Linked DNA regions of Sus scrofa: region 2 is linked to region 1. Evidence: chromatin contacts called from public HiChIP or PLAC-seq data. All regions are on one chromosome and are shown on one strand. Each heading gives the region's core, a stretch centred on a gene start, on an enhancer-like site or on the middle of the called end of the contact. The rest is flanking DNA. Distances are from core to core; before and after follow the strand shown. Region 1 holds the start of PHLPP2 (PH domain leucine-rich repeat-containing protein phosphatase 2). Region 2 holds the start of IST1 (IST1 homolog).

Evidence for each region. HiChIP or PLAC-seq counts read pairs in DNA pulled down with a chosen protein or histone mark.
Region 2: a contact with region 1 is called in an H3K27ac HiChIP or PLAC-seq map of alveolar macrophages. The contact joins the promoter of IST1 here to the promoter of PHLPP2 in region 1. A contact is called at or near these places in 1 of 5 promoter capture datasets (fetal liver), 1 of 47 Hi-C or Micro-C datasets (heart right ventricle) and 2 of 2 datasets of contacts at active chromatin or transcription factors (alveolar macrophages and skeletal muscle).

What each region holds. Positions count from the first base shown.
Region 1 is chr6:14,710,911-14,718,719 of Sscrofa11.1, forward strand. It overlaps PHLPP2 (PH domain leucine-rich repeat-containing protein phosphatase 2), which reads right to left and starts at 5,011. Exons shown (of 19, transcript XM_021093823.1): 1 at 4,862-5,011. The coding sequence starts at 4,960.
Region 2 is chr6:14,865,784-14,873,592 of Sscrofa11.1, forward strand. IST1 (IST1 homolog) reads left to right here and starts at 3,076. Exons shown (of 10, transcript XM_021093850.1): 1 at 3,076-3,210. It overlaps ZNF821 (zinc finger protein 821), which reads right to left and starts at 4,536. Exons shown (of 8, transcript XM_021093841.1): 1 at 4,468-4,536; 2 at 3,012-3,074.

The DNA.
Region 1 (7,809 bases), core at 3,761-6,260:
ATTAAGAAAGGGCAAGTAGGGAGTTCCTGTCGTGGCTCACTGGGAATGAATCTGACTAGCATCCATGAGGACTCGGGTTCGATCCCTGGCCGTGCTCAGTGGGTTAAGGACCCAGTGTTGCCGTGAACCATGGTATAGGTTGCAGATGCGGCTCAGATCTAGCATTGCTGTGGCTGTGGTGTAGGCCAGCAGCTACAGCTCTGATTGTACCCGTAGCCTGGGAACCTCCACATGCCGCAGGTAGGGCCCTAAAAAAAACAAACAAAAACAAAAACAAACACGAAAAAACAGGGCAAGTAGACACTACCCCACACAACTACCAAAAAGCTTATTTAAAACTTCTTAAGGTCAAATAATATCCTACTAACCTTCTCAACCTTAGAAAAGTTAAGACAGACCCCCAAAAGTATTATATTAGTCCATCTGTGACTTTTCTGTGAGGATTTTTTTTTTTTTTCTTTTTTAGGGCAGCACCCTCAGCATATGGAGGTTCCCAGGCTAGGAGTCCAATCTGCTGCGGGCGTACACTACAGCTCACGGAAACACCAGATCCTTAACCCACTGAGCAAGGCCAGGGATCGAACCTGCATCCTTATGGGTGCTAGTCAGATTCGTTAACCACTGAGCCACGACAGGAACTCTTTCTGTGAGGATTTTTAAAAAAGTCATTTTTAAATGTGTATATCTATTTCCCTTAAGACTATAAATTCCTGAAGAACTTTACATTGTTGAAACTCATGTGTTGTTGGTCAAGGAATGTAGTATCTCCTGTTTATATGACATATTCCACTCTAAGAAAATAAACTTCTGAGTTATAGCTTTAATAGATCTCCACCACCTAAAGCACCAGCTACATATGAGAAAGAAAAGTACTGGCCTCTGAGGTGCTTGCAGTTTTGAAAGCACTATTACACTGGAATTGCTAGACTGAAAACATTTTATTGCCTCCCTTACTCTTATATAAGAACTACTGACAAATTTAACTAAAAGCAAACACAAGTATAATCATCCTCACATCAAACAAGTGTATAAAGGGCACATTTAAGGATATTTCTATTTTGTCTTTTTTATTTTATTTTTTTGCCTTTTTCTTGAGCTGTTCCCGCGGCATATGGAGGTTCCCAGGCTAGGGGTCCAATTGGAGCTGTAGCTGCCCGCCTTCGCCAGAGCCACAGCAACTCGGGATCCGAGCCACATCTGCGACCAACACCACAGCTCATGGCAACGCCAGATCCTTGACCCAGTAAGCAAGGCCAGGAATCGAACCCGCAACCTCATGGTTCCTAGTCAGATTGGCTAACCGCTCCGCCACAACAGGAACTCCAGAAATTTTTTTTTTTGTCTTTTTGTTGTTTTAGGGCCACACCCGCGGCACATGGAGGTTCCCAGGCTAGGGGTCCAATTGGAGCCAAAGCCGCCGGCCTATGCCAGAGCTACAGCAACAGGGAATCTGAGCCGCGTCTTCGACCTACACCACAGCTCACGGCAACACCGGATCCTTAACCCACTGAGTGAGGCCAGGGATCGAACCCACATCCTCATGGATGCTAGTCAGGTTCACTAACCACTGAGCCATGACAGCAACTCCCAAAGATATTTCTATTTTTTTTATTTTTTATTTTTATTTATTTATTTTATTATTATTTCTTTTTTTTTTTGCTATTTCTTGGGCCGCTCCCGCGGCATATGGAGATTCCCAGGCTAGGGGTCCAATCGGAGCTGTAGCCACTGGCCTACACCAGAGCCACAGCAACGCGGGATCCGAGCCGTGTCTGCAACCTACACCACAGCTCACGGCAACGACAGATCGTTAACCCACTGAACAAGTGCAGGGACCGAACCCGCAACCTCATGGTTCCTACTCGGATTCGTTCACCACTGCACCACGTCGGGAACTCCCCAAAGATATTTCTAGAAAGCAGAAATCTTCACAGTAAACCATGAATTAAGTACCCACTTCAGTCTTACACTTAGCTCTCTGAAAAGCGAAGACAACACTGAGGGCTCTAATCAGTTCAAAGGTGACAAACCATGAAACACCCACATACAATTAACTCTAAGATACGCATGGTAGAACAGGGTCTAGTAAAGTAACTCTCCATACTCAGTGAATTCTACTAGACTGTGAAATAGTCTCCAGTCAGAGCTATGTTCCTACACTCAAAACTTTAAAACATGGGCTCGTCTCTAGGAATACACATGTTAAGGAATATTTTGGGAGGGGTGGATGAGATGAGGAAGAATACTTCAGTTCCCTAAGATCGTTTTGGATTGACTGTAAAAACTATATACACACATTATTTTGATAAAAACCTGAAACTATTATTGAAAAAACAGATCTCTTGGCATTCACTGACTAGACTAGTTATAACTTTGTTTCTTCTACAGACTGAATTAAAAAAAAAAAAAAATCCCCAAATTGTAGCAAACATCTGGAAATTTCTGCTTCAAAGACACTCCCAATAAGAGAGTACTAAAAATATCATACTCACATTCTAACTACAATTATAAAGGAGTATAGTGCTAAATAAATCTAGAGGTAAATGCTGAATCAAATTTTCCAATACTCCTTAGAGTGAATGTAGACCTAACCTAGCTAAGTTGCACTGGCTTAGTCATTTTAGCCTTTTCATGAAGGCCTACACTCTTGACAATATGATGTCCGTAATTTGGTATTAAGTGTAAAAGAGTTACGAAAAACAATGATAAGTCTTTTTTCAAAGTGTTTTCACAGAAGAATATGTAGGCGACACTATGACTTTCTTCCCAATTCAGAAATACTTCTACTTATACATTCCTTTCCAGTTTCACCTGGCACAAAATTCAACCGCTCTGCTATTGAAGAGAATTTGTAATTGTAGAACACCTGTTCTTCACAGCTGATCTTATTTATTTGTAAAGGACACAAGGGTCTTAGACACTGTCTGTTTCCCATACCACCAGCTCAGCACCATGATCAAGATTAACTTCTGGAATCTTTCTTTCTTTTTTTGGCCACACCCATGGCATGCATAAGTTCCCAGGTTAGGAATCCAACCCGATCCACAGCAGTGACCAACTAGATCTTTGACCTGGGGCAGCCCCCAGGGAACCCCTGCAATCTTTCTAATGTTGCCCAGACTGGAACCCCACTAAACGAGGGGTAGGACCACTTCTTGGAAGTGGTTGGAAAGTCGGACCCTTCAGGAAAGATCCTTATTTCTCAATTCCTTCCCTCCCACAACTCACTCCCTCTCCATCAAAAAAAAAAAGTTGTAAAAATAGCCAAGGTTGTTTACCTTCTAGGCCAGAGGGCATTACCTATCTCTCAGACCTGCCCTTTCCTGATAAGCAGGCCAGAAGATCATTTTTTGAAGTTCATTCACAATATACATTTTTGTGACTTTATAGTTTTAAGTAAATATCCAAGTCTTTGAGTAATTACATTTAAAACATGATTAAGTATTTTATAATAAGTATATACAAGGCCTATGCAGAAGTGAAGATAAACTATGAAGTTATTTCTCTAAGTCACTGCATTAAGAGTGGGAGGTAGTAGCAGCAAAAAAAAAAAAAAAAAAATGTTTTACATTTTACAGAGTTCTATTTCATGTAGTTTCATGTTTTTATCAGATGCTCCAAATCTTTTTTTTCCCCAGTGTTGCCATCTTTGTGATGTCCTAGGAATAATCTAATAACAAGTATACAGCACTCACCCTCAAGACTGAAGAGCAACTACTGTAACTAAGTATTTTCGTTGTTCCGCAAAGTATTTCTGAAACACGTCCAATCTAAATTTTATTTGCTCTCTTCCTTTTTCTCTGGCAACTTTTAAATCCTCTGATTCCTTTTCTAGAACTCGAGAAGGAATTCCATTCCATCTCCAGAAGGACACCTAGTTTACATATTTGACCTACAGAAAAATTCCTCTCCAACTCTTTCAAAGGCTAGTAGAACTCTATCCAGGGAGTGTCCCACAACCCCTGCTTTTAACCACCTTCACGGTACCGTCCCCGCCCTACATTCCGTGTGCATTTTAACTTCTTGTCATCATCTTCGAGACTCCACTCCCCACCTCCCGCATCTGCCTTCAATTCCTCCTACTCCCCCCAATTCCTGCCAAAAAGCCCCGTTAGTTGCCTGTTGCATAACTGCTCCCCATTACCGTCTCCCTGGCTTGTCAGCCCCGCTCCCGCCAGCAGGAATGCCCCTTTTTGTCCAACCCCTCCTCCCTCTGCAACACGCCCAGCGATTCCCCGAGATGAAGCTCCTCCGGGGATTCTCTCTCCAGGCCGGGCAGGTCGTGCTTCCAGGCCGGCGCTTCGGAGCGGGGAGCGGGTCTTAACTTTGGTGGTGAAGCTCCGAGGGCAGAGTCGGCCCGCTCCAGCAGGCGCAGCTCCGAGCACACCGCAGCGCCCGGCCAATCACCGCCGCCATCCTCCCGCTGGGGTGATGTCTTCAGGTGTCCGGGGAGAAAGCCCTGCGTACTTCCAGCTCCGCTCTCCGGCCAGGAGCCGCCGGCCCCGGGGCTGCCGGCGCGGCCGAGAGAGGCAGAAGCGGGCCCCCGGGTCTCGAAGGAGCCGGGTGGGCGGCGGCGACCGGGTGGACGCCGGCCCCAAGGCATGGGCCTGCGAGGCGGGTGGCGCGCGGCCAGGGATGGGCAGCGGCGGGGACGGAGGCGGCCGCGGCCTCGGCGGGGACCAGGCGCAGAGGCCTCCGCCGGTGCCGCGGCCCCTCCAGCTGGGTCTCGGGGCAACCAAAGAGCAAAGCGGACGGACCAACGCGAGGCGGGGGTCGCCGGCAGCTTCGGCCACTGCGCGGGGCAGGGGCGGCCTCTCCCTGTTCTTGCTCCCTCCCCAGCCCGTCTGCCCGCCTGTCTCACCTTCAGGACCCGGATCCCGCCCAGCCGGCGGCTCGCGGGCGCTTCGGGCGGCTCCGGGGGCTCGAGCGGGCCCGCGGGCCCCGGCTCCACCTCCCCCATCGGCGGCTGGCTGAGGCTGCACAGGGACGCCCGGCCGGCGCGACGCCGCGCGGAGCCTCGGCGGCGCGCGCGAGCAGCCAGCGGCCCCACCCCCGCGGCCCGCCAGCCCCGCCCCGGGCCCCGCCCTCCCGCAGCCCGGCCGGCCCTGCGTAGCTGCGGGCGCGGTGCGTCCCCCGGACGCTGCGGGCCGCCTGCCCGCGGACCCCGCCGGCGAAGCCAGGCAACACCGCAGGGCTGGGCTTCTGCCGTCTGCCGCCCTAGGTTTGGCGGCCTGAGGCACAGGCGTGTTATTTCTTGCTGTCCCCGCCTCCGAAGCACCCGCAGGGCTAGGGGCAGGGGAAGCTCTGCACCTGTCAATAGTGACTGGAGGACGCTGCTCTCCGCAGAGGGTGGTTCTTGTAACTTAGCTCTTCCAGACGTTTCCTCTGTGCTCCAAAACTGGCCTGTCGCCCTCACTTGCAAAGCCATTGAACGGATTGTTGAGAACACTCACCTGAGCAAGGTGCTTTCTCTTATCAGAGATGCTCATGACATTCTCAGTGTACAAAATGTCAACTCACCTCCCTTTCTCCTCACGTAGTAAAATTATTAGAATTCTGTTCTCTGTTTGAAGGAGCGATGTGGTCTATGAGCCATTTTATTATTTGCAAGGCTAATTTAGAAATTTTTAATTTATTTTTTCTTTCAGTTCCTTCCGTGATAGTTTTGTGACCAGGCCAATGGGCCAAATTTGGAGTCAGCCAGCCTCATTCCAAATATCAGTGCTACCTCTTATTTGATCTAAGCCTTTGGTTCTTAGCTGTGAAATAGAAATTGGTATCTGTCTAGTAGTTATTCTGCAGACTTTGCAAATGCATCAATGTGCTTACTTAACACATAGTAGTGATTCGTAGTAACCATTACAATTATGAATTTCCAAATTTAAGATATACTCAGTTCCTCAGAGTCCTCTCCTTGTTAATCCAACTCTAAATTTTCCTAGGAAATCTTCTAGACCTCTGGATTTTTAGGTCTTCCCCTCTTACAGACGTGTTGAATCTTCAAGCAACTTGTAAGGAATTCAGCAGAAAAAAATTTTCTTACGCTTTGGATAACTGGTATAAACGGTATCGCCTATTATCCATTGCTTCAGCTTGCCTAGTCTAACCCAAATGTATGTTTAGTACAAGAGAGTTTGAGACCTAACAGTGCAGTCTGTGCCCCTCTGTCTACATATATGAGATATCTATTTGTAAATTTTTTTTCTTTTTTTTTTTTTTTTTTTTTTGCATTTTTAGGGACACACCCATGGCATATGGAAGTTCTCAGGCTAGGGGTCCAATCCAAGCTGTAGCCACTGGTCTACGCCACAGCCACAGCCATGTCAGATCTGAGCCGCACCTGGGACCTACATCACAGCTCATGGCAACACCAGATCCTTAACCCACTGAGCAAGGTCAGGGATTGAACCTGCATCCTCATGGATGCTAGTCAGATTAATTTCCGCTGAGCCACGACAGGAACTCCGTGTGAATATTTTAAACTCTAAGGCAAAATTTGAATAAGACAAAGACTCCGACTCTGTACAAATTATTTCTTCTGTGAAAGTTTGGTCATTACTTTCTCCCTTGACATGCGTTACTTGGTATGTGTCAAAATTCCAGGTTCCAGTAATCTTCATTTTTTTTGTCTCATTTTAAAGAATTAAAAATTGTCTCTGAATCTGGTGTAAGGTGAAAAAAGCTCTTAGGCTATCTTCCTCCTGCATTTCCTTCTACCTTGAACTTACTTTCAAGAAACTTAGATTAGTTAGAATCTCATTTCAGTGCTGAGTAACTTCTTCCAGCAAGAACATTGGTCTGTAAGGAATAGGCACCAATATGGAGACAGAAGTGGACTTGACCAAGTGCAGACAGGCAGTGGAAAGAATGTACATGTGGTTCAGATTAAGTGTTTCTAAAAGCCTGTTTCTTGAGGTATTGCCCATTACCTTCTCCAGATCTCATGAGCAGAAGGTCTTTACTGTCACTGAAGGGGAAGGATCTTGTCCCAGGATCAGCATTTCCGTTCATACTGGGGAATAGCAGTGGTCTGTTGTTGTTTTTAAAATTAATGGGGAGTTCCCATCGTGGCGCAGTGGTTAACGAATCCGACTAGGAACCATGAGGTTGCGGGTTCGGTCCCTGCCCTTGCTCAGTGGGTTAAGGATCTGGCATTGCCGTGAGCTGTGGTGTAGGTTGCAGACGCGGCTCGGATCCCGAGTTGCTGTGGCGCATAGGCCAGTGGCTACAGCTCCGTTTCGACCCCTGGCCTGGGAACCTTCATATGCCGCGTGATTGGCTCAAGAAAAGGCAAAAAGACAAAAAAAAAAAAAAAAAAAAAAAAATGATGGGATAGTGAGCGAACATATCAATTCAGAATATAAGCCTGTACTAAAAAAAAGTTATGTATTTACTACTTCTTCAACAACCAGGGTAGTGCTTCCTTCCAAAGGAGGAAAAGAAGAGCTACAAGCCCAGGTGTTACAGGGAGTAATTTATGGTACAGCTCTCTTTAAAGGTCTCCATGGTTTAAGATCCAATTCAGAAAAGGGTGACAACCAGTTGATCCTGAGTTTTCTTTTCAAATCACATACTGCCATTCACATTTTATACTGTTGCAAAGGTCATATATTCATGTTCTCCCCCAGTTCAAGGCAGTGTGCATTATGTATGCCAAGGGTTATGTAACTACAATTTCTGGAAATGGTAAACAGCTGAGACTAACCCTAAAAATAAAATCCTCTGAGATTTTTTTGTGCAAAAATCCATCTGCCCTCACTGCAGGTTCATCATTACAAAAATCACTGTTTGGATCAAGCCAAGAGACAG
Region 2 (7,809 bases), core at 1,826-4,325, 150 kb after region 1:
GGTGCGGGCCTAAAAAAAAAAAAAAAAAAAAAAAAGACATTTAAAAATAAATAAATAGTTCTTTATCATGTGAAACTCACCAGTTAACAATCACTGAACTACTTAAAGAAAGAAATGAATAAATCTCTAGCATCAAGGTTCCAAGAAGTCTGGAAGGCAGTTAGGCTCACCATGGTACCACCAATGCTAGATTCCAAGAATTTTGAGAGGGGACTTCAGAGGATTTAGGGTATTCCACTCTAAATCCACCTGTGGAATCCAGAATATTGTTAAGTGATCACGATCAAGGTCATAAGAGTAGATAGAAAAGGAAGGAAAAAATTCAGGCAACCAGCGTTAGAAGCACCTCGGGCTCAAAGGGATCATCCCCACGAATTGTAAAAGGAAGCAAAAAGAAGCTAAAGAGGTGGCAGCTCACATGTCACATGCCCTCTGAAATCAAGCCCTGCAATCTGCACCAATGGGAGCCTCCAGATGTTTTTTTCAAGTTATCTCTCCCGGAGGTGACAAAGGCATCATATCCTTGTGGGACAGGAAACATCTCAAAACTCTTAGGCTCTGTAAATGAAAACATGAGAAAAAGAGCCTCTGTCTAGTGATGCGGACACAGTGCTAGGCACTGAGGATGACAGGGCACTAAAGCAAATCAGACTTGCAATGCTGAAGATGCACTTTCACCAGAAGAGCCAAGTGCTGTCCACATTGTTGAGTACTTATTCAACACCCCAATGTGAAACATCAGCCTGAACCTGCTCACATGTTTCTGAGCAGTGGTCAAAGTTAATAACTTTAGTGCCTCTTCTCAATCCAGCCTCTATGTAGGAAGAATAAAGAGAAAAGGTCCCCAGATGAGAAGTGCTGCAGAGACATGCACCTGCTTCCATGAAATAGGAGGGAAGAGATACTTCAGCCTGGAGGTACCTGGTTAGTTATAGGAAAGATTTTCCCAGCATTAGGTGGTATTAGAGAGTCTGAAATGGATTAGTAATGGAAGCTATGAATTTTCTTTGAAGGATAGAGGCAATAAACAGATAAAGATTAAAAAGAAAGATTTTTCTCTTTCCTACTAAAAACAAGAACATGGATCTGGTCATCCTCTACCTTTTCTTCCAGTTCCTGCCTTCTCAAATTGTACTTGCACTGAATAAGCAAATATAAAATTGTAGCTTATTGCCTTAAGAGGAATTACGAGAGACTACTTACTACCAGCTATACTTTGCACTCTAGTTAGTGAAGACTCACCTCCTGTTATGCCAACTAACTCCTCTCTGTAGCTAGAAAGGACCTCAGACCTGTAATCAGATCCTGCCTTCCCTTACCAAAAGAAGAAAGAAACCGCAAATGGCAAAGACAGGCCTCCACAGGAAGTGGTAAAGGAAGCAGCTTTCAGGCAGTCTTCTATCATATCTGCATATCAAACACAGTTCTTTTTCAGACCTTTAATTAAAAAAAAAAAAACAACTCCAAATGTATACAGTAAAAATCAATTTTAACTATTTAGGGGGGAACTATGCTGAAGGCTAATGCTAATGAAATGTGTTCTCTAAGTTCTGTTTGTGTAGATCATCAGCATCAGCAGTTATTTATTAACCAAAGCAGTGAATGAATTTTACACTCTTGGTTTTTTCCTGTAAGTTTGTGGAACCACAAGTGGAAAGCTGAATCAAGTGCAGGATGCCTATCATTACTTTTCCTAAAATTTGTAAAGCTACAGCTCTCTATTGTATGAGAAAGAAAATGAATTCTTAACTATTCCTTTTTTTTTTTTTTTTTGGTCTTTTTGTCTTTTCTAGGGCCGCTCTCACGGCATGTAGAGGTTCCCAAGCTAGGGGTCCAATCGGAGCCACAGCCACCAGCCTACACCACAGCCACAGCAACGCCGGATCCACAATCCACTGAGCAAGGCCAGGGATCAAACCCGCAACCTCATGGTTCCTAGTCGGGTTCGCTAACCACCACGCCACGATGGGAACTCCCTTAACTATTCTTTAAATTTTCTTCGCATCAAGATCAGAAATTAGGAGTTCCCAACATGGCTCAGTGGTCAATGAACCCGACTAGAATCCATGAGGACACAGGTTTGATCCTGGGCCTTGCTCAGTGGGTTAAGGATCTGGCATTGCCCTGAGCTGTGGTGTAGGTTGCAGACATGGCTTGGATCTGGTGTTGCTGTGGCTGTGGTATAGCCAGGAGCTGTAGCTCCGATTCCATCCCTAGCCTGGGAACCTCCATATGCTGCAGGTGTGACTCTCAAAAGCCGAAAAAAAAAAAGCAGATAATCTTGGTGAGACAACAGTTCTATACTAAAGCTACAAGTCAGAAACAAAAATCACCATCTGCATATTTAAATCGCCAGTGTCCACTGCATCTCACAATCCTCCTAGTGGCCAAATGGGGAACCAAGCAGATGGTACCCAGTGAGACTTCACACCTGAGGGATTAAGGGGAAAAAATAAGCAAATACTCTTTCCTCCCTTTAAAAAAAGAAAGCCTATGGAGCTGTGGACTCCGGAAAATAAGCTAAAAATTATTTAATTAATTAACAATAAATAACTAGCCCTGGAGCTACATTCTCGATTGCACAACAAGATCTCTGAGGTTAAACAACAGTTTTATAGGCAGTAAAAGCTAATAAAGCCATGGATACATTGCCCTATAGTTCACTAACTCAGTTTTACTTTCAACACTGCCTCAATTCCCAGGGCTGAATCTGAAACCAACATAAAAATGTAAAAGGAGAGCCTGAACATCACCATCTGGAAGAAAAACAGGATGGGAAGAAAGGTAACCGGTGAGATTCAGGTCTACAAGAGGTTCCATTTACAAAGGGAGGCAGTTTTGTCTGTCTTTAGAACGAGGTTAAGAATCCTTGGGAGCGAGGCCAACGTCTCCCTTTAACACTATTCCTGCTCTCCCACAGGTGTTAGGTTGCAGCTTCCAGGACACACTGGACTTTAGCAAGGGAAAAACGGGTGAAATCCAACCTTTCAAAAAAGAGGGTGCATTCTTACCTCCAGCTCTGGTGCAGTTCCCACGGAGCAAAGTTAATTTGCCTGAATCCCAGTGATTTGTATCTGCCAAAAAGGAGAGGACAGGAAAGCCGGTCACGTAGCCGCCTCACTGCTCACCCTGTTCCCACTTGTGTTTGGTCTGGAGCGTGCGTATAATCAGCCGAGATGGTCCCTCCGGCATCTTCAAGCGTGAGCACAGGTAGATTCCCGGGAATTATCATACAAGAGACAGAGGTCTTCCGATGCGGCTCAGACAAACCCCAGACAACACGGGCTACTCAGAAATCTAAATTTAGAAGCCCGTTTGCGAGACCCAGACGCGGGACAGATACCCCGATCTGCACTCCCACGCCCATCCTCCCCCTCCCCCAGAACAGCCTGTCAGACGCCGGGGCCGTCCCGGCGGTGCCGACTGAGCCCGACCTGGGCCCACGCGGGGAGGGCGGCGGCGCGGACGCCCCTCCCTCGCCCGAGACCGCCGGAGAGACGGAAAGAGGAACGGCCGCCGCGGGGAGGCAGCCAGGTCAGGCCTCGTCGCGGGAGCCCGGGGCAGGGGGAGGGTCAGAGCCTGGGCTGCCCCCGCCCCCCAAGCCGGAGCGAGCCCCTGGTCCCCTCCCCAGACACAGACAGACAAAAGGGCCGACAGCCGGCGACCGAGGGTGGGGGGTGAGGAGCCCTGCATCCTCTGTCTGGCCTGGGAGGGAAAGAGTCGAGGGTCTTTTTACCCGGCGCCTCCGCGCTCCGCGGCTCTCCGGGTCCCTGGGCCCCGCCTACGGACAGACGGACCGCCGGACAATGGGCCACGGGCCGCAGCTCAGGCCGGCCGAACCGGGGCTTTCCGGGACTGGGCCCCAGCGGGCAGAGGGCAGCTCCGGGCCGAGCCGGTGGCGGGGAGCCGAGGGGTGGCGCTGCAGACGGACAAAGCCCACGGCAGACAGACAGACGGAGGGGGAAAAGATGGCGACGCGGGCGGCGGGAGCGCGCAGCTCGCGCACCCGCAGCGAGTGGGGCGCGTGCACGAGCCTCTCCTCTCCCTCCCCCTCCCCCCTACTCCAGTTCGGTCCCCCTCCCCGCTCCCAGGCGCGCGCCCGATGGCGTGGGCGGGGCTTGAAAGGCAAGGGGTCCCGGGAGGTGGGCCTTAAGGGAGCATCCAATCACAGACATTGGAGAGGGGCCTCGCCTCCATCCTCGCGCCGGAGAGACCCCCCCAGCCTCGTACACTCCCACGTCGCGCTATGGCCCTGTCGGCCCCTCAGCTCCCCTATCCTCTCCTGAACCTGAAACCTCCACCGGGACTGTCAGCTCTGAACCTGGTTTCTTACCCCACCTTCGAGTTCAGCCACAAAACCCACATCCCCCAACCACAGCTCCACCGCAGCCACCCCTTCTCCTTCGTTCAACCTTAGTACCCAACTCCTTTCCCCAACCCAAACCCTCTTCCCTTCATTTCCCTCACCTCACGGTTTCTTCGGCCCCCAAGGAGTTTAATGTGACGGAGACCTAGGGTCCACGGGCCTTTGTGGGAGGGGCTAAGTTCAGCTGTCAGAACCTAAGAGAAAAAGCTTTAGATTTTTTTGACGTTTGTGTCTCCTACATAATTTTTTTTTTTTTTTTCTTTTTAGGGCCGCACCTGTGGCATATGGAGGTTCTCAGGCTAGGGATGGAATCAGAGCTGCAGCTACTGGCCTACGCCACAGCCACAGCAACGCCAGATGCGAGCTGCATCTGCGACCTGCACCACAGCTCATGGCAACGCAGGATCCTTATTAACCCACTGAGCCAGACCAGGGATCGAACCCGCGTCCTCGTGGATACTGGTCTCTCCTACATGATTCTTAACTAATAAAATAACAGTAGCTGTAGACCTAGGGGCGTAGGATTAATTTAGAAGGGTAGCTTGTGCCTCTTTTGCCACTAAAGAGGCATTTTGGGATAATTGAGAGTGGTTAAGCTCACCTCCTAATAAAACACTTCCCCTCTCATCATCCCCTTCTATTTCCTCACCACCTTCCTTCCTTTCCTCCCATTCTGTCGTCCTGTAGAGTGCCTAAGCCTGCCTTTGATATAGCGCACTTGGAGAAGGAGGGCATGCAATGGAAAGAAGATTGGGTCTGACTTTAGAATATCCAGCTTTGAGTCTCAGCTCTCTGCTACTGACCAGCCTGATTACTTTGGGCAAGCCACTTCCCTATTCTGAACTCCTTGGTAAAATATAAAATGGATAACGATGTAATAATTCCTGGCCTCTATTCTCTTATAGTTGTTGTGCTAATTAAGTAAAATGAATATATGAAAGTATTATGCAAATATTCCTTGTGGTCACTGGCCCCACAAAGACAGAGCTAATGAGGATACCGAGCCTTGCTTATAAAGCAACAAGTCCTTGTATTTGCATAAAGCGTTCTTGCAAAATGTTTTTTTCAGAAATCTCTAAGGAGATGATACCATTGTCTTCATCCTGTGTTTAATGTGAAAGGATCTTGGTCCTTCAAATTCTGTAGTGAATGTCTTATTTACTCTTTCATTCCTTTGGCTGGGATGAGCTGGGAGTTATTCTTAATTTCAGTTAAGAAAACTTGTAAATTTCATTGAAAATTTTAATTCCTGGGTAGCCAGAAAATGGATTATTCTCATCCCCCCAGAAGGTTTTCAGACAGTGTAAGAATGCAAGCTGGAATAAATATTGGCTTTTATACTTAACAGTAATTCCTGATGAGTTTAGACTGAGGAATACAGATATAGCTTTATTATGTCACTTTAAATTTGATGTAGTTGATATTTTCAACATGAAAATAGCTATCAGGTAAAGCATTAGGAGAGAGCCTCCAGTGAAATTTCTTGGCTTCTTCAAATAATAATGTGTAACACTGGGCTGCTTGTTTCATCTCCTTGAGCTGAAAAAAAAAAAAAAAAAAGGAATCGTAATAAATGTTCATGTGTTCTAGAAACACCTCTGAAGTGTTGTGATTCAGGATTATAGTCAAATGAGGGGAAAATTGTTGAATAAAGAATTAGTTTATTTTTCCTCTGTTCTCACCTAAACTTGTTCTGAATCTAGAAGACTTTTTCATGAGTCATGGATTTTTTTTCAGCTTCATTTTTAATTTCTACTTTCCCAGTCTACTCATGGAATTATGCTATTCTGACACTTTAAGTATATAAACTTTCCCTTGAAATATCTTCTGGTTTATGTTTATTGGCTCCTAGGAAGAACTTGTTAGGACTTTACAACAGTATTGGTAGGACAATTTAAACTTCATTTAAAAATTTATTAGGATATAATTCGCATACAATGAAATTCACCCTTTTAGAGTGTAAAAATGAATTTTTTTTTTTTTTTAGTATCTTCACAGGTTGTGTAACATCACCGGTATCTAATTCCAAAACATTTTCATCACTATAAAGAGAAACCCCATACTAATCACTTCCCATTTTTCTTCCAGCCCCTGACAATCACTAATCTTAGTGTTTCTATGAATTTGCATATTCTGAGCATTTCACATAAATGGAATCATACAATATGGGGCCTCTGTGTCTGGCTCCTTTAACTTAGCATGACGTTTTCAAGGTTCATGCATGTTGTAGTATGTGGGTCAGTTCTTTGTTCATTTTTATGGCCAAATAATATTCCGTTGTATAGATATAATACCACATTGTCCTTTGATTAGTCAGTTGATAGATATTTGTGTTTCCACTTTTTGGCTGTTTTAAATAATGTTGCTGTGAACATTTGTGTACATTTTTGTGTGAATATGTGTTTTCACTTCTCTCCAGTATAATATAGCTAGGAGTGGAATTGCTGGTACATATGGTAACTGTGTTTTACACCTTGAGTAATTGTCAAAGAGCCTGCATCATTTTGTATTCCTACCGGTGAGGCATGAGAGTTCCAATTTCTCCACATCCTCTGCGAGGCTTGTTATTGTCTATCATTTTTGTTACAGTTATTGTAGTGGGTATAAAGTGATATTGCACTGTGGTTTTGATTTACATTTCTCTGAGGTCTAAGAATGCATGTGGAAATTCCTGGGCGAGGGATCAAACCCTTGCCATGGTAGTGACCCAGGCTGCTGCAGTGACATGTCCTTAATCTGCTGTGCTACAAGGGAACTCCTTGAACATCTTCTTGTATGCTTATTATTGACCATTTGAAGAGTGCCTATACAAATCCTTTCTCCATTTTTGCATTGAGCTATTTGTCTTTTTGTTGTTTTGTAAGATTCGTTTTTCTAATATTCTTGGTACTAGACCGTTATGGTGTATGTGATTTACAAAAATCTTCTTCTGTTCTGTAGGCCGTCTTTTCACTTTCTTGATAGTGTCCTTTGAAGCACCAAAGTTTGTGGGGTTTGTTTTTGTTTTTGTTTTGTCTTTTTTAGGGCTGAACCCACGGCATATGGAAGTTCCTAGGCTAGGGGTTGAATCAGAGCTGCAGCTGCTGGCCAGCATAGCAATACCAGATCTGAGCCATGTCTGCAACCTATACCGCAGGTCACAGCAATGTCAGATCCTTAACCCACTGAGTGAGGCCAGGGTTTGAACCTGCATCCTCATGGATACTAGTTGGGTTCATTACCTCTGAGCCACCACAGAATCTCTTGTACACCTATATTTTCTCCTAAGAATTTTATAGTTTTAGCTCATGTATTCAACTCTTTGATTCATTTTGAGTTAATTTTTGTGTAGGTGTAAGGTAGGGAATTTCAACTTTACCTTTTTACATGCAGATATGCAGTTTTCTCAGCACTATTTGTTGAAAAGTTTATTCGTTCCCCATTGAGCTATATTGTTATCCCTG